5 separate regions of the Mus musculus genome follow, and all the other regions are linked to region 5. A link is a contact called in public promoter capture Hi-C data. All regions are on one chromosome and are shown on one strand. Each heading gives the region's core, a stretch centred on a gene start, on an enhancer-like site or on the middle of the called end of the contact. The rest is flanking DNA. Distances are from core to core; before and after follow the strand shown. Region 1 overlaps Shroom3 (shroom family member 3). Region 2 holds the start of Stbd1 (starch binding domain 1). Region 3 overlaps Shroom3 (shroom family member 3). Region 4 overlaps Shroom3 (shroom family member 3). Region 5 holds the start of Sowahb (sosondowah ankyrin repeat domain family member B).

What was found. Promoter capture Hi-C pulls out the DNA fragments that hold promoters and counts their contacts.
Region 1: a promoter capture Hi-C map of embryonic stem cells shows a contact between it and region 5. The contact joins the enhancer-like site here to the promoter of Sowahb in region 5. A contact is called at or near these places in 8 of 39 promoter capture datasets (the HPC-7 cell line, HPC-7-derived erythroid cells, cranial neural crest and 5 more), 2 of 484 Hi-C or Micro-C datasets (both in embryonic stem cells), 3 of 115 datasets of contacts at active chromatin or transcription factors (embryonic forebrain, embryonic stem cells and stem cell-derived neural progenitor cells) and 2 of 9 other capture datasets (embryonic stem cells and pancreatic islet).
Region 2: a contact with region 5 is called in a promoter capture Hi-C map of second pharyngeal arch cranial neural crest. The contact joins the promoter of Stbd1 here to the promoter of Sowahb in region 5. A contact is called at or near these places in 4 of 39 promoter capture datasets (cranial neural crest, embryonic stem cells, maxillary cranial neural crest and 1 more).
Region 3: a promoter capture Hi-C map of liver shows a contact between it and region 5. The contact joins the enhancer-like site here to the promoter of Sowahb in region 5. A contact is called at or near these places in 11 of 39 promoter capture datasets (the 3T3-L1 cell line, the HPC-7 cell line, HPC-7-derived erythroid cells and 8 more), 6 of 484 Hi-C or Micro-C datasets (cerebellar granule neurons, cerebral cortex, cortical neurons and 2 more), 2 of 115 datasets of contacts at active chromatin or transcription factors (craniofacial prominence and kidney) and 1 of 9 other capture datasets (pancreatic islet).
Region 4: a promoter capture Hi-C map of embryonic stem cells shows a contact between it and region 5. The contact joins the enhancer-like site here to the promoter of Sowahb in region 5. A contact is called at or near these places in 8 of 39 promoter capture datasets (3T3-L1-derived adipocytes, cranial neural crest, embryonic stem cells and 4 more) and 2 of 115 datasets of contacts at active chromatin or transcription factors (embryonic stem cells and extraembryonic endoderm stem cells).

What each region holds. Positions count from the first base shown.
Region 1 is chr5:92,697,247-92,700,102 of GRCm38.p6, forward strand. The region is part of intron 1 of Shroom3 (shroom family member 3); the gene reads left to right. Among named protein-coding and RNA genes, the nearest start is that of Shroom3, 15 kb to the left of the region's middle. Within about 2 kb of position 1,440, at least 77 of the 459 cell types and tissues checked have an H3K27ac peak or open chromatin away from gene starts, as enhancers often do. A contact at or near this core is called in embryonic forebrain, embryonic stem cells and stem cell-derived neural progenitor cells, where this site is marked.
Region 2 is chr5:92,601,630-92,604,369 of GRCm38.p6, forward strand. It overlaps Stbd1 (starch binding domain 1), which reads left to right and starts at 1,422. Exons shown (of 2, transcript NM_175096.3): 1 at 1,422-1,708. The coding sequence starts at 1,480.
Region 3 is chr5:92,717,619-92,720,318 of GRCm38.p6, forward strand. All of the region lies in intron 1 of Shroom3 (shroom family member 3), which reads left to right. Among named protein-coding and RNA genes, the nearest start is that of Shroom3, 36 kb to the left of the region's middle. Within about 2 kb of position 1,418, at least 5 of the 459 cell types and tissues checked have an H3K27ac peak or open chromatin away from gene starts, as enhancers often do. A contact at or near this core is called in liver, where this site is marked.
Region 4 is chr5:92,753,670-92,756,619 of GRCm38.p6, forward strand. All of the region lies in intron 1 of Shroom3 (shroom family member 3), which reads left to right. Among named protein-coding and RNA genes, the nearest start is that of Mir1961, 33 kb to the right of the region's middle. Within about 2 kb of position 1,427, at least 12 of the 459 cell types and tissues checked have an H3K27ac peak or open chromatin away from gene starts, as enhancers often do. A contact at or near this core is called in embryonic stem cells, where this site is marked.
Region 5 is chr5:93,043,668-93,046,624 of GRCm38.p6, forward strand. Sowahb (sosondowah ankyrin repeat domain family member B) reads right to left here and starts at 1,355. Exons shown (of 1, transcript NM_175270.4): 1 at 1-1,355. The coding sequence starts at 1,191.

The DNA.
Region 1 (2,856 bases), core at 190-2,689, 350 kb before region 5:
CCTTGATGATAATGGGCTGAACCTTTGAAGCTGTAAGCTCCAATTAAATATTGTCCTCATAAGAGCTGCCTTGGTGGGCTGGAGAAATGGCTCAGCAGTTAAGAGCACTGAGGTGCTCTTCCAGAGGTCCTGAGTTCAATTCCCAGCAACCACATGGTGGCTCACAATCATGGGATATGATGCCTTCTCACACCATACAAAAGGTAGTAGGGAGCTGTTAAGGAAAAGGAAGGAGAGGGTAAGGGGGTGAATATGGCCAAATACATGACATACTTCAATGCAAATGTCCTGGTGAGGCCCTTCACTTTGTACAATGATATACACTAATAAATAGAAAATTTGGGGCTGGAGCGATGGCTCAGCAGTTAAGAGAACACACTGCTCTTTCAGAGGATCAGAGTTCAGTTCCCAGCACCCACATCCAGCAGATCACACCTTCCTGCCACATGCACATGGACATACATACATGCTGATACTCACATGTATGGAGTACATTAAAAAGTAATGCAATCCTTACAATGTAAAACCCGTGACCTATATTTAAAGATACATCCATAGAAGGACTTAACTGCCTATGGACTCACAATTTCATGCTAACCAATAAGTGTAAAAAGATCCAAATGGCCATCGGCTGTATAAACAAAATGTAATATAGAACGCAATGGAATACAACTTGTCAGGAAAGAGGAACTGGATATGGTGAGATATATATGTTACAAGATGGACGGACCTCAAAGACCTGATGCTTGCTGAAAGAAGCCAGCACAAAAGAACATGCAACCCAGAAAAGGCAAATCCAAGGACACACAGTAGATCAATGGGGGCCTAAGATGGGGGAGAGGGAGCTGGGGTGGAGTTAGGAATGGAATAGTATACCTACCTACCTACCTACCTACCTACAAGGCTTCCCCTTCCTTCCTTCCTTCCTTCCTTCCTTCCTTCCTTCCTTCCTTCCTTCCTTTTTTAATACTGGGTGTTGAACCCAGGGCTATCCTCCCAGCTAGCACTAATAGCAAACTTGCTGATGATGCTGTGTCTGTGAAGAAGTTAGAACCAAAAGAATCTGGTCCTTAAGCCTTGTGTGCATCATGACTCAGCATCTCTGAAGGCAAACAGGATGCAAGGCTCTGCCTGGGCAACGTTTTCCTCCACTGAATTTTTTTGGGGGGCGGGGGGGGGTCTTCATATACGGGTCCAACCCGATCCCTATTTAGTGAATGAGGCCTGACAGAAAGCTGAATAAAAAGCTCCCCGCTCCCCACCGGAGCGCTGTCACAGCGCCTCAACCTAGGCTCTGGGGGAACTTTGGCAAGCGGAAGAATCCTTTGTCTTCAGACTGAGACAAGAGGGGGAAAAAATCCCAAGTATTCAGCTGTGTAGCATCACTCAAGCATGGCTTAATGGGGAAGGTCTAATGAGGAATGTAGTCTTTGAAAACGCTCGCGTTGAAAACCTCCCAGTGCATTCTCACTGTACGGCGCTACATGATTATAATGAACAGGATTCAAACAGCAGCTACAGATTAGGTTACCATCCCACCCAGTTTAGCCAGTCACAGATGCTGCGTTTTCTTTACTGGCAGTGTTCAAGGAGACTTTGGTCTGTTACTACAATTCCATGCATTAGAGAAAACACCCCCATTCTTCACGGGTTCTATAGAGGTTACAGGAATAAGAATAAAAGGCAGTTTTAAACTACCAAGTGAATCACTGCCGGGCAGCCCCCACCCCCACCTTCTCTCTGGCTGTTGACCTCTGAATACATTCCTGCTCCAGAGCTTAACCCAACTTTCACAGGAGCCGGTCTAAAGCGGGTTTTGAATTTGCACAGATTTCCAGCAGGTACCATTTCTGTATCACCGTATGATTTCTTCTCCAGTTACTTCAAAAGCGTTCATCTCCTACACTGTGTCTCATGGCTGGCAAACGTACTTATAGTTTTAAAAAAGGAAGGAAGGGGTGGGGAACTGGGGAGATACGAGCATGAGGACCAGAGTTCGGACCTCCCGGACCTGTGTAGAGCCAGATGCAGTTGATGCATGCGCAATCACGCAATCACCGCATTCCTACAGCAAGATGGGGAGTGGAGGAGGAGGAGGCAGCATCCCCGGACGCTTGCAAGTCTGCTAGCCTGGCATATACAGAGGCAGACGACAGAGACCCTGTGTGAAACAAAGGAGGAGGGGCATCCAAGGTTGTCCTCTGACCTCTACATATGCAATGTGAGACTTTCATACATACGTACACATCATACACACACACACACACACACATAAACACAGAGGACTCAGATTTTATCTTTGCTGGTACCAGAATTATCTAAATCTATTTATGCTTTCATTCATTAAAATGAAAGTTGTGTTGGTCCGGGGATGTAGCTCAATGATAGAGTGCTTTCCTCCCTGGGTGAAGTTTGAGTTCGGTTCTCAGCACCATGTGGGTATGTGGGTGGGTTAATGAGAAGGAGGAGGAGGAAAATAAACATTTTTTTCATCTTATATTAAATTCTTATCCTTAGAGTAGGCCTACTCTTATTTTTTTCTTTTGTTTCATGCTTTCATTGGCTAGTTAAATTATTTTATTTAAAGTGTCGCACTTAAGCATGACTTACGTGCAGTAAAACATGCAAATGTACAGTTGCAGTTTATTTATTTATTTATTTATTTATTTATTTATTTATATTTTGTTTTTTGTTGTTGTTTGATTGTTGAGCCAGGATTTCTGTGTAGCCCTGACTGTCTTAGAACTCAACACTGTTGGCCAGGCTGCTGCCCTCAGGCTCAGAGAGAGTCACCTGCCTCTGCCTCCCAATTGCTGGGATCTAACATGTGCACCAGCGCTGTCCAGCAAGATTACA
Region 2 (2,740 bases), core at 172-2,671, 440 kb before region 5:
TCCACCATCCACCTCCTCTTCCACTTAGATCCCTGAGCCTTTAGGGGATAATTTAAAAAAGTCATCCCATTTAGGACTGAAAGCTCCAAAGTCTCTCTCTCCACACGGTCCAGTTGTGGGTCTCTGTGCTAGTTCCCCTCTACTGCAGGAAGCAGCTTCTCTGAGGAGGGCTGAGTGATGCTCTGATCTACAGGTATAGCAACAGTCTATTTGAAAGTTAAATAATTTAATAATAAAACAGGAGTCAGTATTGCTCTGTTCTCCACCTCTCTACCAGTTGCAGCCTATGCCAAGAGAGGAGCAACCCACCAGGAAGTCTCTCTCAGGAGATGTGTGATCTCTTGTGATCTCAGTGATCCAGCGAGGTGCACTGTTGAGTGATTGATCCTCCCAGAGGGAGCCATGTTAGCAATAATTGCAAGGCATATACTTTCCAGCTGTGGCCTCAGCAACAGGATGTATGTGTTTAAAGGAAAGACTCCAGGTAAAACACCCGGCTCTTTACCCTGAGTAGTGTGCACATCAGCACAGCAGTGTGGTCCTTCCTTCACAGGATTTCTGTTGTGTGAGGACCAATTTAAGTTCATACACAAAACACTTTGACTATATGATGCTTTGATAAAGGGTTGCTGCTTTATTAATATTTACTTGTAGGGGCTCCGTGTCTGGGCAACATCCAGTTCAGCTGGGTGGGTGGGTGTGCAGCAACACGCGTGGCGAGAGAGAGAGAGAGAGAGAGAGAGAGAGAGAGAGAGAGAGAGAGAGAGAGGAAGAGAGAGAGAGAGAGGAAGAGAGAGAGAGAGAGAGAGAGGAAGAGAGAGAGAGAGAGAGAGAGGAAGAGAGAGAGAGAGAGAGGAAGAGAGAGAGAGAGAGAGAGAGAGAGCGCCAGAGCCTGTAACTCCCCACTGGAAACGGGAGAGAATTTCGAGTTTGAGGCAGCCTGGGGTACGGAAAGACTTCTAGGCTAGTCTAGAACCTTTTTTTAAAAAAAAGAGTGTAGGAGGTCCCAGAGGTAAAGGCGAACAAGATTGGCGGAGGTGGTGGGCCTTTATGTAGAGATTTGAGAAAGCTGGGGATGGATTGGAGCTTCCCCTAAGCCCCTGCGCCCTCCCCACGATCCTTACTCTCTCCACCCCTAATTGTGCTAACCGTCCAGTGAGAGCCTTCTCCGGCCTCAGAGCTCCGGGCGCCCATCTCCTGGCTCGGAGCTGTGCGTAACCGGGCTCTTCTGGCGTGGGATAAAGTGGAGCGGGACCAGGTGTGGAAGGGCCGGCAGCGGTGATGGGAGTGGGCGAGAGCCGGGTTGCGGGGCGGGGCGAGCGGGGCGGGAGGCGGGGCCAGGAAAATTCGCGGCGGCCGTGGAAGGCTGGGCTGGCGGCCAAGAACCTTAAAAGGATGGGGCGGGCGGGGTGGGTGTGGCCGTTCGGGTGAGCGGAGCCCTGCACTGGGGCTCGTAGTCTCCCTCAGCCTCTCTCAGCCATGGGCGCCGTCTGGTCAGCCCTGCTGGTCGGCGGGGGTCTAGCTGGAGCGCTCATCCTGTGGCTGCTGCGGGGAGACTCTGGGGCCCCGGGGAAAGACGGGGTTGCGGAGCCGCCGCAGAAGGGCGCACCTCCTGGGGAGGCTGCGGCCCCGGGAGACGGTCCGGGTGGTGGTGGCAGTGGCGGCCTGAGCCCTGAACCTTCCGATCGGGAGCTGGTCTCCAAAGCAGGTATTCTTCCTCCCCTCGAGCTAGTTGTTTTGAAGTTCTCCGGGGAAGGGGAAACGAAAGGCACTTGGAGCCATGCGGGTGGGTTCTGGTGGACCACCTTCCCCGACCTCGGACTGAACCTTCTTCAGCCCTCATCGCGTTCTGGGGTTGTCCTGTCCTGGAGAGGCCACGCGGGTCCTCCAGAGGCCGCGCCCAGCTTCTGCCGCCTCAGCGGGCACAGGCTCCTCCGCCTGGCCGCACTTGGAGCAGTGTACGAGGATGGCTTGGGGGGGGGGGGGCATCTCACAACTCTTCAGTTCCTGCTGAAGCTGAGAGGGACATCTTCTGAGTCCCAGTCGCTGACATACCACACCCCTCCTTAGATCTGGGGCTTATGAACACTCACTTCCTACTATCTGGGCAGCTTTTTCAGGAAAGTAAAATTCAGCTTAGACTTAGGTCATGAAGGCCACTGTAGCTGAGGCTTTGTGCTGGCGTGTGAACAAGTGGTGGCCTACTAGGGAATCGAACTCTGATGAGAATTGTCACCTAAGTTTAAATCTACATTTTAGAGACCCTGCATCAGGCAATCAGTGTGCACTGGCACAAACCCTTACCTCCTGTGCCCTTTGCCCAGCTGCCTGGCAGAACTTATTTTTAGTGGTGGTCATTTGTAGCTACTACGTGAAAATCTTTCCCACGGCTGGGTTTTGATAAAAGGTTCTTCAGAAAATTAGGACTCCAGAGTAATATTTGCTGACATCTCACTTTGAAGGTCATCATTAAAAAGAGGCAAACATGTAGCGCAGAGTTCTCCTAACCCCTGCTGATTTATGGTTTTAGGGCGGTCAGGCTTCTAGGAGAGGTCGCCAGGAATGAAGCCAGGGTTTTAGAGAACTTGGATAGTATACTTTTAAGAATAGTTTTTATAACTGTATGTACTTATTAAGGAGGGTGGGTGGGATGGGAAAATCTTGTGCTTGTTGAAGACATTACTTTTCCCTCAAGCCCTCCCCACCCCCACCACACCCCCCCCCCCCAGCTCCACTCAGT
Region 3 (2,700 bases), core at 168-2,667, 330 kb before region 5:
CTTTTACCCGCCTCTTTTTTTCACTCTTGGCTTTAACATAAAGGGAAAATTTTATATTTTACGGTTCTGTCTTGGCTTTGTTTTTGTTGGGTTTGTTGTTTGTTATTGTTTTCTATTTTAATTTTTGGTCCTGTTCTGGAATTGGCAGCAAACAGGTTGGCCCTTCTTCACTGTTTTCCCTCTTTATTACTGCTCCTTCTCTGACTGGACTGACCTCTGTCCCCGTGTGCCTTGCATCCATTTCCTGCTCTGTGGACAGTTTCTCAACAGGAAAGTGATTGCCATATTTCTCCAGTTCCTTCCTAGCTTTCTGGGCCTTTTCAGATTTGATTTCAGCTCATCACTCTATAGTTTCATAGCACTTGTCCCTGGAGACCATCTCTATAGGAGGAGAAAGCATGAGTCTCCTCTACTGATGCAGGAGGGGCTAGCCCTGGGATTTCACTCCAGTTTGCCGGTTGCCTGTGGTGCTCCAGGGGTGGGAATCAGTGCTGTGTGCTGCTGAGTTTGTTCCTGTTTGTCAAACAAGATCACTTAGCACCTCCAGGTTGGGCAACTGTGCTTTCCTATGAACTAGAGGGAGCTGCTAAATGCAAGACATGGAGGTCATCTCTCCCAGATGGTGAACATCTGAGGGCACTACCAGGCCTTTAGACTAAAAGCATTGTCAAGAGGAAGAAAGAGGCCCTGTCAGAACATGCTGTTGGTGACACTCAAGTCCCTTTGGATGTCACTCAGGGAGGTGCCTGGTGCCCAAGTACCTTTCCCTCAAGCCTGGCTTCTTGATTATTCAATGGAAGGAAAGTAGCAGGAGGGGCTATTTGTGGGGCCTCTCAGTTGCACACTGGTTCTTAGGCTGGGGCCTTTGATGCCCAATAAGGGAGATAAGGACTTTGGCAAGTAGAGGCCATTTGGAGATCATTGTTCAAGGTCAGTTCTAAAGGGGGTGCTGAAGTTTGTCATCTGCACAATCTATTGAAAGTGCAAAAGAACAACTCTTCTATTTAAGAGAGTAAAGCTTGGGCTGGAGATGTAGCTCAGTGGTAGAGTACTTGCCCAAAATGCATGAAGTGCTAGGCTCAATCCCAAGGACCACCCAAACCTTGACAATCAACTCTGACACACCGGGCTTGAAAAACCTTCTAGAATTTGTACCGATGAGTACAAAATCCACTCAGCCAGGTTTATTCCATGGGCTAGATACTGGAAATGCTGAGAAGAAAGGATGGCCACTGTCTGGGAGCTCACAAGCTCAAGGTGGCAGACTGCTGAAGGACTGAGTGCAGAGGTGAGAGGTCACAGCTAGTGGGTGCGGGGGGGGGGGGGGGGGTTCAGGAAAAGTGTGGCCTTAGATGTCCAAAGAGCTGTTGTTGGTGATGTGTGTGACCCAAGTCCCCAGCTGCTCTATTGGCTATGCTCCCATGGGAAAGTATACTCATAGCCAGGCTTGGTAGCACAGGACTGGATCCCAGCTACTGAGTAGCCTGACGTAGGAGGATCAAAAGTTCAAGGGCCACTGGGGCTCTTGAGTGAATTCAAGGCCAATCCAGGGAACGTATCAACACCCTGTCACAAAATAAAAGGGCAAGGGATACAGCTTAGCCTATTGCATACCTTGGCTCACATGCTCTCCTCACACACATGTACCACCCCCATACCCTCAACCCCCATATTTACTCTAAGGTCTAAAGGTGCCTTCCTCCTGGGATGACCTCCTTCAACATTTTAATTACTAAAATGTGGCTTCTTGCCTCAAAGTGGGTAACCTTATATGCTATTTGTGCCTCAGAGACCCTGAGGGAACAGGCTGAGAACAAGTGTCCAATGTTCTCACAGCTCAACTTCCAGACCATCTGGCTTTTTCTGTGTCCTTCCAGGGTTCCCCCAAGAATGTCCTTCCTCCTGTGACAGGCTCTGGCTCTACTTCTGAGAACCCCAGCCTGGTATTGTAGGAGCAGGAAGTATATAGAGTTTTAGTGTTTAGAATTTAGTCTCCTGATGTGAGGGAGGACGGCAGACGTGGTGGTTGAGGATACGGTTGGGTGGCTGATGTGGAGAGAGGGAATGGTTTGATTGTAAACCTAGGTGAGAGACCATGATATCTGTGTGGGGAGCCAGCCTGGACGGCGGCATCGTTTTCTTCAGCAGGCCACAGCCTAGAGTATAGGCACCAGGAAGTAGGGGCTGCAGAGATGGCTTGGCAGTGAAGAGCACTAGTTGCCCTCACAGAGGACCAGAGTTGGATCTCTAGCACCAACATGGCGGCTCACAACCAACTGTAACTCTAGGTCCAGGGAATCTGATGCCCTCCCTGGCTTTCTCATGCATGTGGCACACAGACAAACATGCAGGCAAAACACTCAGGTACATAAAAATGAATTAAAATAAAATGTAAAAACCTGGGAATAGGTGGTGTGAGGTTGTTATTCTGACAGACAGATGCCACAGGAAGTCAAGGGATTGTCATGAGAATAAATGACTTTACCTTGTGAAGGGATGACTCGTTTGGAAGAAAATGGCGGTGAGTGGGCCGGAGCACACTGCAGAGAATACGTGGCAAGATTAGGGGGCTGGGAGAGGGTGCTTCAAGTTCAGAATAGAAGGACACAAGATTTGAGTGTAGGTAGCTTGACTGGTAGAGCACTTGGCTTGCATGCGTGAAGGCCTGGATTCCTCCGCACCAAATAAAACTGATATTGT
Region 4 (2,950 bases), core at 177-2,676, 290 kb before region 5:
TAGGTCCATAACATATTAGCCTCAGTTTTTTTACCTCTTTAGCAGTGTCAGGTATAGATTTTGTCTCATGGAGTGGCCTTAAGTCCAACCAAAAAGTGGTTGGTTATTCCTGTAACGTTTGTGCCAGTATTGCACATGAATGCCCTGGATACTGTTGTAGATCACAGGCTTTGTAGCTGGGCAATATTGGTTATTATTTTTCTCCTCTGGTGTTGTACAGGATACTTTCTGGTACCATGAACACTAGTCAGTGGGAGATTAAGCTTCTAGTTGGGCACCAACTTGATTTTTCCCATTCTGTGACATAAGTAAGTGTTGCTTTCAGCAACACCGCCTTATCATCAGATTGTGGAGACTAATAAATGCCCTTAAAATAGTTTGTGGTATTTACGGGTAGGAGGCATCTATTGAACTTTTGGCCAATGACTCAACAACATGCAATCCATTCCTTGCCCTGGAGGTTCTATTTGATGGCATAAAATGTCTAATTGGGGTTTTGTCTCTCCTATTATATGATGACACCATTTAAATTCCATGTGTGTATGTATGTGTATGTATGTATTTTTGTGTGTCTATATGGAATTGATACATATGAAAACATGTTCTCAGAGGCTAGAAAAGGGTGTCAGGTCCACTGGAGCTGAAGGTGGTTGAAGGCCCCCTAACATGGGTGCTGGGAAGCAAACTCTGGCCCCCTATAGGAACCTTAAGTTCTGTAAGAACTATTAGCCATTGAGCAATCTCCTTAGCCCTGGGCTAGACTTTTCATTGGATATTTGACAATGACTAGAGACTTTAAAACAAACAAACAAAAAACAAAACAAAACTATGACTTTAATCCCAGTCTGTGTCCCTGTTAATTGTAAAGTAATTGCAATTATCCTCATCTCCTAGGTTGTAATAATTAAATCAAAGTAACAGGTCGCTGGCCTTAGGAGAACCTCAGAGTTTGCATATCTTTTTCTCTTTCCTCCTCCCTGCTATTCCAGTCTCTGTCTCATCTCATGATTGGGAGTTCTGTGGAGGGTCTCAGGGAAGAAGTGAGACTAATGTGAAAAAACCCTGGGGCAGGGAGAGTTGGAAAAGACATTATGGAGAGACAGAACAGACTAGAAGACTGTGGTCAGCCCAGAAGACCATTAAAAGTGTGAAGCTGAAATGGAAGATGATTGCTTAAACCTAAGAGTTCAAGATCAGCCTGGGCTACATAGTAAAAACAAATTCATGAGCTTTGAAGTAGGTTAAGAACCACTAGATGGCTCTTTATTTATTTTAAAATTTAAAATATATTAAAATTTTTAAATGACGTGTGTTGTGGATAGCTCTGGAGCTGATTATATTTGATGTTAATTCCGTTCTATGAGTGGCTGCAAACAAGGAATGAGTCAGCACTCAGGTGATTTCCTGTAAACCTGCTTCCCACCTTAATTTGTAAAATAAAGGAGAGCTGACAATTGGGTAGAGGAGCAAAAAGACAAGAAGGAGGTTTGAGAGAGAGCAAGGAGAGGAGGAAGAAGAAGAAAAGCAGAGCAGAAGCACACGGCCTGGAGATTCCGCAAGTTTTAAGGGGTCTCATAGATAGGGAAGCTGGTAGTGTAGCAGTAGATCTACCCAATCTAGGTACACAGCATGTATTCATATTAATTGTGTTGTGTTTACATTGCCAGGGCATATTTGGATTGGAGATTTACCTCAACAGACATGTATATTTGTAAGACAATGTGTGGGCATGTGCACCTGGGTGCAGGTGCTCACAGATGCCAGAAGACAGTGTCAGATTCCCTGCGGCTGCCCTGGCAGGCAGTTGTGAGCTGCCGGATGCTGGTGCTGGGAGCCAAGCTCAATTCCTCTAGAAGAGAAGCCTTGTGTGCTCTTAAACAGTGGATGAGGCATTGCTCTGGCTCCTAAACTGTTTTTCAAGACAGTGTGGGCATTTCGTGGGTGAAAAAAAGCTATGCAGATGGTATCTGTAAAAATCAGAGTTAACCGGGCGTGGTGGCGCATGCCTTTAATCCCAGCACAAAGGCAGGCAGATTTCTGAGTTCGAGGCCAGCCTGGTCTACAAAGTGAGTGCCAGGACAGCCAGGGCTACACAGAGAAACCCTGTCTCGAAAAACAAAAAAAAAAAAAAAAAAATCAGAGTTAGTCTTCCACTTAGAAGCCCAGGTAGTTAGGAGGTAGGAAGGGTTACAGAAAAGGAGGTTGGAAAGCTGCTGCCCTTTCCTGACCTGAGACTGACAGCTGCTAGGAGTAGAAGACTAATAAGTGTGAGTAAAAGAATATCAGGTGAGCAATGAACATACCTTACAGACAGTATCTTCAGCGGCCTGCAAGGGTAGGGTACAGTGAGAATTTAGACTTTGGTTCTAGAATGCTGATTACTATGGTTTTGGGAAATTGTCACTATTTAACAAAAATTGAACAACTTCTCAGAGTCATGGCTAGTGTCCTAGACTTTGTTTCTATAGATAGGGAGAAAGGTACACAGTGGACTGGTATGTTCATTTCTAACTTGACATCCTCATTAGAGGGTTCTTGAAATGGGGAGGATTCTGTAAAGAAGGGGGTTTCTTCCTCAATGATCTCCAAACCTGCTAACATCTGTCTAGCTACCTACCACTCTCCTCTCAAGAGTTGTGACCCTAAAATCATTTAGAATATTTATCTGACTGCTCTAGCTGGCTTTGGGGGTGTAGGGAAGTTTAGGGTCTTTACTCATGTTGACTTTCAGGCCCTGGAGGGTGATCAAGGACACTCAGAATTAGATTGTCCTGGGACCACTTGAGTATGAATCAACTGTAAACAAGAGTAGGTGAAATTAAGACAAGAGTTGAGTACACGAGGTCCTGCCATTAATAACACCGGCACTAGCGTTGGAAAGGATTTAACGCTTTCCTGATGAAGATCCTGAAGTCCAGCTTTCCAGCAGTTAAGCAATGAGAGGGTGGTG
Region 5 (2,957 bases), core at 105-2,604:
AGGTTGCAGCCCCTCTTCGGGGGTTCCGGGAGATTCTTTGGGTCCACTGCTGCTCTCCTCACTTCCATGGCTCTCTTGCTCCACAAAGTCATTCAGATCCTGGAGGGACAGCTGACAACGAATGCTTCGAAAGACGGTAGATGGAGCGTTCCCTGGCCAGGATTCTGAGGACTCATCGAGAACCACGGGAAGGAGAGAATGAAAAGACAGAGCGGGCTCTGGCAGCGCCGAGCTGGTCTCCGAGACCCCAAAGGCGGTTTCTGAAGGTAGCTGGAGGAAGTTGTCTGGCAACACCGACCAGGCGCGAGTGGGCGCCTGGATCTCGGGCTCAGGCACCTGCAGGTATCTGGCTACCCACTCTTGAGTGCGCTGGTGCTGTTGCTGCAGCTGCTGGGTTGAATGGTTCGGGGAGCCGGCGGTAAACAGCTCCAGTGGCTCTCTGGAGGGCGCCGGGTGGGGCGGGAGAGCAGGCGGGGACGTCGGGCTGCCAGCAGCCTCGACGGCGGTCGGAGGCCAGACAGGCGGTACAGATCCAGGCGCGTGCTCGGCGGCCTCTCCTTCCCTCAGCCACCCCGGAGCTCCGAGGTCATCCCGGGCAGGTGCAGCGCGCTCCGGCTTCTCGCAGGCGACTGCAGGGTCTCCGAGATCTTCTGGCAGCGGCTGTCCGGTGGACTGTCCCCAGCCGTTCTGCTGGCACTCCCAGCAGCAGCGTCCTCGCGTCCCCACAGCCGCACACCTGCCTCTGGCTTGAGCAGCCTCTGGCTCCGGTGTCCTCTGGTTCGGGCTGTCCTCCGGGCTGGGGTCTGGCCCGGCCACCTTCTGCGCGCTGCCACCTACGTCCACCTGGGTCCCCGCACCTGCCGGCGGCTTCTGCGGCTCCGGGTCACGGCGGCGGTGGCCCCGCGGCTTTCCATCTACAGGGCCCGGTCGCTGCAGGCCCTCCTCCCCCAGTAGGTCCCTGTACCTCCTCTTGAGCACCACGTACTTGGTGCCGTCGGGGTCCTGGCGCACTGCGGCCACCGAGTTCACGAAGCCCTTGAAGCGCTCGCGACGCTCCTGCAGCTGGCCTGGAGACACGTGAGGGTCGCGCAGGAAGCTCTTGAAGTGGCTCAGCAGCTCTGCGTTACGCACTCGGCCCCCGGCCTGGCACAGAAAGTCCAGCAGTGCCTCCTGGCTCAGCTCTCCGGCCATCGCTGCTGGGTCCTTAGTCCCTGGGGCGGCTGCGTCTCGAGCTCCCAGCGCACTTCCCCTTCGACCGAAACCCAGGCCTGGAGAGTGTCACCTGCGCCCAGGGTGGCGCCACCCGCCTCCATCAGCCGCGGAGGCCGGCGCCGCCCGCATCCCCAGGGCGCTCCAGGAGGGCCGAGGGTCCCTAGGGGCGGGTGCCCAGGCAGAGTCCCCGCGCGCAACCCTGGTGGCAGGGGGCGGCTCCTGGGCCGCCCCTGAACGACGCTGGCCTGTCGCAGCGAGTCCCCGCAGCGAAAGTTCCCGGGATAGGTCGGAGTCGGTTTCACCTGCGCTCTGGCTACGCCTCCTCCTGGGCTCTGGGGGAAGGGCTCAGCCCGCCTCCAGTACCTCCGCCTTCTGAAGTATCCCCCAACCCCCGCCACCCGTCCGGGGTGAGTCAGGCTGGTCACAGTCGCGGGCAGCGTGGGAGGTGAGGCCGAGGGCGAACTGAGCCGGAGGGGAACAGCTCTCCCGGGCGCGCAGCTACCCCGAGGCCTGGGAGATGTCAGGCAGGTAGGCGACTGGCTGTCCCTCAGAGTGCCCGCCAGGCTAGAAACTAAAGCAGAGGGAGGTCGACTAGGTCCCTCTCTCCCCGCGGCACGAGTTACAGCTAGAGTCTTCACGGGTCAGGGTCCAATAGATTGGCTCCCCGCTGTTTCTCTTTATTAGCTCGGTCTGGGGAGGGGCTCGGGGTTCCCAATTGCAGAATCCGGCGGGATCCGGAAAAAAAAAACCCACCGAGATCCAAACCAAATCTCTTTTAGTTTGTCGATAACAAGATACTGAGAAGGCGGCTCCCAGGACATTCTCTTCAAGGAGTTCAGACACACCTGCCTAAGTCTGTACTGAGAGCGAAATCACTCTGAAAGCTACAGACGAAGGTTGGGTTTTGCCTTTCATTTTCCGGCATCATTGTCTTATATTACAATGCTCAGTGCCAGAGGTGTTGGGGGAGGATTCGCTATCAGAGAGGTCATTTCCTAGGAAGCCAAAATCCAGAGGAATTATCTCCTTAGCTAAGGTATTTGATACCCAGAGTTATTTTTTTTTAATTTAGTCTAAGATTTGTGAAGAGAAGAGATTCGCTCCATCTGTTTCATGTTGACTTCTTTGTGAAGTCTTTGCTTTGAGAATGCAAGTTTTCCTCCACACATTTAAAATGTTGAAATCGCGACGAGGATTTGATTCCACCCCAGGAAAGGGGACGCTAGACTCTCTTGGTCTGTTGAAGGGCTGCTGAGTCCACCCTGATTCAAGTTTTTCTTTAGCCCCCTTTGAAGAGGGAAGAGTTAAGCCACAGCAGCACACTTCATCCATAAAGCCCTACATTTCTGTCTGGTCTGGGTGACTCTCTTTCTTCTTTATCTTGAGTTGATTTGCATACTGTCAACAGTACCTATCTCTTGTAGCCTCAAGCCCCTTTGTCTTCTGCACAGCCTCGTTGCAGCCTTCCCTCCCCACCTTCCCTAACAGCCACCCCAAATGTCTGTGTCTCTGCAGCCTCCCATGACTGCCACGTTTCTAGCGATAAATTCTCTATTTTCTCCTCTCCTTTTACTTCACTTTACAGTTCCAGATTTTTCACTAAGAATATCTCGAGTATGTTGGTCCTGCAACTGTCAACAATGTTTTGGTATGGTCACCCTCCATCCCCCTACCCCAGCATTGGGGGATCAAACTCAGGTACTCATTTGTGCTAGGCAAGCCCTCTGTCACTGCCACTGATCAGT